Linked DNA regions of Mus musculus: region 2 is linked to region 1. A link is a contact called in public HiChIP or PLAC-seq data. All regions are on one chromosome and are shown on one strand. Each heading gives the region's core, a stretch centred on a gene start, on an enhancer-like site or on the middle of the called end of the contact. The rest is flanking DNA. Distances are from core to core; before and after follow the strand shown. Region 1 overlaps Ksr1 (kinase suppressor of ras 1). Region 2 has its middle 4.1 kb from the start of Gm30413.

The links. HiChIP or PLAC-seq counts read pairs in DNA pulled down with a chosen protein or histone mark.
Region 2: a contact with region 1 is called in an H3K27ac HiChIP or PLAC-seq map of the HPC-7 cell line, with 8 times the contacts expected there. The contact joins two enhancer-like sites. A contact is called at or near these places in 1 of 15 datasets of contacts at CTCF or cohesin (the NIH/3T3 cell line), 26 of 484 Hi-C or Micro-C datasets (B cells, the C2C12 cell line, CD4 T cells and 21 more), 18 of 115 datasets of contacts at active chromatin or transcription factors (the 230-238 cell line, CD8 T cells, the HPC-7 cell line and 9 more) and 4 of 9 other capture datasets (adipose tissue, embryonic stem cells, liver and 1 more).

What each region holds. Positions count from the first base shown.
Region 1 is chr11:79,018,134-79,020,833 of GRCm38.p6, reverse strand. It overlaps Ksr1 (kinase suppressor of ras 1), which reads left to right. Exons shown (of 19, transcript NM_013571.3): 16 at 21-152; 17 at 344-479; 18 at 1,139-1,272. Among named protein-coding and RNA genes, the nearest start is that of Gm11201, 4.1 kb to the left of the region's middle. Within about 2 kb of position 1,318, at least 30 of the 459 cell types and tissues checked have an H3K27ac peak or open chromatin away from gene starts, as enhancers often do. A contact at or near this core is called in the G1E-ER4 cell line, the HPC-7 cell line, pancreatic cancer cells and 1 more, where this site is marked.
Region 2 is chr11:79,195,002-79,197,881 of GRCm38.p6, reverse strand. No RefSeq gene overlaps it. Among named protein-coding and RNA genes, the nearest start is that of Gm30413, 4.1 kb to the right of the region's middle. Within about 2 kb of position 1,506, at least 71 of the 459 cell types and tissues checked have an H3K27ac peak or open chromatin away from gene starts, as enhancers often do. A contact at or near this core is called in the G1E-ER4 cell line, the HPC-7 cell line, pancreatic cancer cells and 1 more, where this site is marked.

The sequences.
Region 1 (2,700 bases), core at 69-2,568:
GTTCTTGTCCTGACCTCCAGGCGCGAGAACCAACTGAAACTGTCACATGACTGGCTGTGCTACCTGGCCCCCGAGATCGTACGAGAAATGATCCCGGGGCGGGACGAGGACCAGCTGCCCTTCTCCAAAGCAGCCGATGTCTATGCATTCGGGTGAGTCGACCACTGGCCCCCCCAAGTGCAAATGAGAAGGCCCTGGTGGGGGCGGGGGGGAGGTGTGCCTTGGAAAGTCATGGCTGTGCTAGCTGGGCAGAGTGACTGCCTTTGACCTCTGGTCTCTGGCATCTAGCGTGGGCCAGCCATTGTGGAGCTCTAGTAGCTCACACTGTGGTGTGTCTCCACAGGACTGTGTGGTATGAACTACAGGCAAGAGACTGGCCCTTTAAGCACCAGCCTGCTGAGGCCTTGATCTGGCAGATTGGAAGTGGGGAAGGAGTACGGCGCGTCCTGGCATCCGTCAGCCTGGGGAAGGAAGTCGGCGTGAGTAGAGGGACAGAAGGACAAGTGTGGGCTGGGCATGTGACATGACTGAGAAGGCTTTCGTAGTGGTACAGGCACAGGGACCATTAATACCTAATACCGTTATATGGAGAACAAAAGTGTCAGGGGTGTGTGCCTTGTGTTGGCAACGTGTGCAGGCCACACCCCTGGATGTCAGGACTACAGAGGGTGCTGTGGGGCTGAGTGGACCCTGAGAAGAAAGCCTTCCTTCTGTCATGGCAGCTGTTCTGAGGGTTCTCAGCGGCTGCTCCTGTATTTAGTCCTGCCTGTCCAGTCTCTGCTCTGGAACGCTGAGGCGCCCCCTAGTGGCAGGGCCGTTCTCTATGCTTTCCAAGAACCCTGCATTTACCTTCAGATGTTTTCATGTTCATAGGATGTACCTTCCATCTTGAAAGGCCGTCCGCTTTCATTCTGACCTCTCCCATTTTCCATTCTGTTTGACTTGGTCGCTGACAAGTCGAGGGGGAAGGAAAGCAGACAAGTCCTCTTTGACCTGGAAGGTTGGAGGATCACCTGATTCTGACTCCACAGATGCGCGGGGCACTTGAGTGCTTCTTGGGGCTCCTCGGGAAATGCTCTGTCCTTGTGCTTCACTACCCAGATGCCCACACACCACCAACCCCAGTGCTTCTTTACAGGAGATCCTGTCTGCCTGCTGGGCTTTCGATCTGCAGGAGAGACCCAGCTTCAGCCTGCTGATGGACATGCTGGAGAGGCTGCCCAAGCTGAACCGGCGGCTCTCCCACCCTGGGCACTTTTGGAAGTCGGCTGAGTAAGTACTCCCTCCTTCTGTGAACCATCCTGAGCGCCTCTGTCTAGAGTGTCTGAGGGCGCCCTCTGCTGGACATGCATCAGACCACAATCCAAGGCTTCCACGGTGTAGGAGCTGAAGGATTCTCACCTCCCCAGTTGATGCTGGAGGCCCCCTGTAATGGGGGGCACCTCCTTTCCACCTGTGAAAATCCACACATCACCGTAATAGACTGTCACTGACACCAAGCCCAGGCTAGACCATGGTGGGAGAGTTGTGCCTGAGAGAAGGGGTCAGAGGTCAGGTCCATGTGAGTACCAAAACAGCCCCCAATAAGCAACATCAGTATTGCTTAGGCTGGCACCCACTTAGTCACTGAACTGTTGAGCACTGGGAGCTTGCCGCCCCCTAGTGAGCCACGCCACTGAGCTCTGTGGCACCCGTGTCAGAAGCCTTTCCCCCTAGTGGCCCTTTGTGTCCTGAGACACAGAGCAGAAGAGGCTGCTGTCATCTCCTCTGTATTCTGTCCTGTTCTGTTTCTACTTTGGCTCTCTGGCTTCCTCTCCCAAAGACACCTCTCCAGCCACAACCCTTTGTCAGGATCTGGGTCCCTGTCACTTGTCTTGGCTTTCACAGTGGGCGTTAGGGAAGATCCAGAGTTGCATAAACTTTGCCAGTCATCAGGCGGTAAATCCTGGAAGCTGGGCAAGGGAGGTGCTGGCATTGGCGGTGGGGGAGGGGTCACGAGGCCCCAGGGCTGAGCCCTGTGCTGCTTGCTGCTGTAGATCTTCCTTAGGCCCTCTGGGTACAGGCTTCCTCCTCTGTGAAACCATGCCAGCACCGGACACTGGCATTCAGAGATGACTCCTGTTTCTGAAAACCAGTCATCCCCACGGTCTCAGCTCACAGATGGGAGAGGAGTCCACTAGTAGGGACCGTCACCAGGCCACAGCCACCAGCTCCCAGGCTTCCGTGGCTTCCTCGGACATGGGGTCTCTAACTCTCACTTCTGTTTTCTTTCCTGTCGGCTTCATCACTTTTCGTTTTTGGGGGGGTGGCGGATACACTGGCCTGTCTTGTCATCTCCCCTGTTCTACCATCCTGACTCCTCCACCTGTCTGCTGGCTGCCATCACCCACCGGGCTGGACCGGATTGGACGGCTCTCTTCAACTGCTGGTGAAACGGTCTCGGGCACCCCTAGCCGCTGGCGGAGCCGCTACTACGGGAAAGGACGCTATGGTCACCCCGACTTTAAGAACTCCTGTCCAGTTCTGGAGGAATAGTGTGTTTCTGCCATTCTCTCGTTTTCTGCCTGTGTGTGGCTGTCCTACCCACCCTCCCATTCTGTCTCTGCATGCCAGCTTCTCACATTCTTGCTTTGATTTCCCATAATCCATAATGACCTCTTGCATCTGAAATGGCCACCAGACTTGTGTTTCTCACAGAGA
Region 2 (2,880 bases), core at 257-2,756, 180 kb before region 1:
TAAGTAATATAGCTGGTTCGGAGACAGTGGCTCAAAACAAGCTTTCCAATTTGAAATGTAACCCAGACTGGCCTGGATCTCCTGGTTCTGCTTCTCCCCCCCTCCTGAATGCTGGGACCATGGACATGCACCACCCTGCAGGCTGGTTCCCCTTTGTCACTTGGCTAGCTTCTACTCACTCGAGGGTTCATCACAGATGCTGCCCCTCCCCTGGGAGCCTCCCGCCGTGTCTGTCATCTTGGTACACTTGATGAATAGTGATGAACTCACCACTACCATACACCTACTCACAGACACAGAATGTGTCTGCCCTCTAGTCTACCGGGAGGTTGGATGTGAGTAGAATCCTGGTTTCCACTTCTTTTTTTCTTCTCTCATACAATACATCCAAACCAAAGCCTTCCCTCCCTTTCCTTCTCCCAATCCTTTATGGCCCCTCCCCATTTCCCATTTCTGTATTTCCAGAATCTGGCAGAGAGTTCATGGTATCGAATAAATGAGGGCATGCATGCATGAACGCATGAGTCAGTAATCTCCTCCTCGTGGCTAAGGAGAACCATGCAGCTCTGTGCTGGGTGTCAGGACCTCAGGAGCCCAGGGCAGTGGCAACATCAGAAGGGCCCACAACTCCCTTGCTCTCGCTGCCTTCTCTCTCACCGCTTTGCCTGTGTCTGAAGATCTAGGACCACAGTCAGGGCAGACATTGGCTTGTGTGTAGGGCTGACATGAACCCAGGGAGTGGGGGAGTGGATGCAACTGGGCAGCCCAGACAAACCCATCAGAGGGCCGCAGCTGCTCTGTGCTTCCTAGGCATGTGGTTAAGTACGAATGAAGAGATGGCAAGCAAGGAAGGCAGAAGGCTCGGGCGTGGGACAAGAGGCCTTCTGAACTCTTAGATCTGGGCAGGAAGGGTCAGGGTTAGTCCCAGAGGTCATATGAGTGAAGGCTATGCCTTCATTGTGAACTGACAACATTAGCTAGTCCTCTAGGGCTAAGTAAGAAACATCCCCCCCCCCCCCACTTCCCAGGCAGCTACTTCCTCTCCATCCCCTCACCATCTCAGGACAGCTCTGAACATGACGATTGGAGCCCACATACAGGTCAGTACAGCTTCGCCATTTCCAAATGTGCTTGAAAACTTTTTTTAGAATCCCTCCTCTTTGCCTGGAGAGATGACTCAGAGGTTAAGAATGTTTTCTGTCTTTACAAAAGACCCTGGTTTCACTCCCAGCATGCACATGGCAGCTCAAAATCAGCCCTAACTCCAGCTCCAGGGGACCTGACACCCTCCTCTGGCATTTGTGAGCTCCTGAACACATAAACACATAAACACATAAACACACGCACACACACACACACACACACACACACACACACACTTAAAAGAGAAGATTCCTTGTTTGATTTTCCCTTTTCTTCTTTTAAACAGGGTTTTTGCTGTGCAGCTCAGGCTAGCCTTGAAACTCCTGATCATCTCCCTCCAGAGTTCTGGGATTAGAGGCATGCAAAACCACACTGGGCCTTACTGTATGTATTGTTTCTGGGCATTTCCTAGTGGTTTCTCTAGTGGTTTTGTGGTTTCAAGGTCTACTTGGAGTTAATGCTGCATCATTTCACATGCTAGTCTCTGCTGTTTACCACAGCCCCCATTTGCCACCCTCCTGTCCTTTCAGCTGCCACTGTTGCCTGTGTTAAACTCCATTGGGCAGAGTTCTGCCACACTCTTCAAACAGTAACATCCACTTGGAGAGTTTAATCCCACAGAGCTATTGGTCACTTTCTTCTGATCTGAAGATGCCTGTTTTTGTAAAGGAGAGTTTCTCCTCAGACTCCTTTTGGCACATCATATAACATAGGGCTTTGGACAGTGAGTTCTGTGCCCCCTGCCTCCCCTTAACATCTTCAATTTATCTTCACGTTTTTCTTTTCTTTAGGTTTTATTTTTCTGAGACAGGGTTTCTCTGTGTAGCCCTGGCTGTCCTGGAACTCACTCTGTAGACCAGGCTAGCCTCAAATTCAGAGATTGACTTGACTCTGCCTCCCGAGTGCTGGAATTAAAGGCATGGGCTATATTCACCTTTTTTTTTTCTTTTTCTGTTTTACATATTGTAGCTTGTCCTGTAACTCACTGCATAGCAAAGCATGGCCTTGAACTTCTGAACCTCCTGCCTCTACTTAAGTGTTGGGATTACAGGCAAGTGCCACCACTCATGGTTTATATGGCACTAAAAACCAAACCTGGGACTTGATGCATTTAGGGAAGGGCTCTGCCAATTGAGGCACACCCTTGTCCCTCATCTTTCTCTTTTTATAAATAATGGATTCATTTAAACATTTTTTAAAAAATCACAATTTATTTATTTCTGCATACACACATACATGGCATGACCCACATGTGGAGGTCGGGGTGGGGAGGAGCAAGTTGGGGGGGTTGGTTCTCTTCTTTTACTCTAAGAGGTCCTGGAAATTGAACTCATGTCTCCAGGCTTGGCAGCAAGCATTTTCATCCACTAAGCCATCTTGCTACTCTTTATCTTTAATCTGTGTACCTTGTGTGGGTCTAGTGCTCTCAGAGGCCAGAAGAGGGCATTGGGTCCCCTAGACCTGGAGCTACAAATGGTTGTGAGAACCATGTGGGTGCTGGAAATCAAACCTGGGTCCTCTAAAAGAGCAGTCAGTGCTCTTAACCATGGAGCCATCTCTCCAGTCCTTAGATATCTTCACTCATGAGAGATATTTCCATTCACAGAAACGGGTGGGAATGGGCAGCTTTGATCTCCACACCATAAAGGCAGGGGCAGGTAGACCTCTGTAAGTTCAAGGGAAACCTGCTCTACATGGAGAATTCCTTCCCAGCCAGGATTAAAGGCAAGCACTACC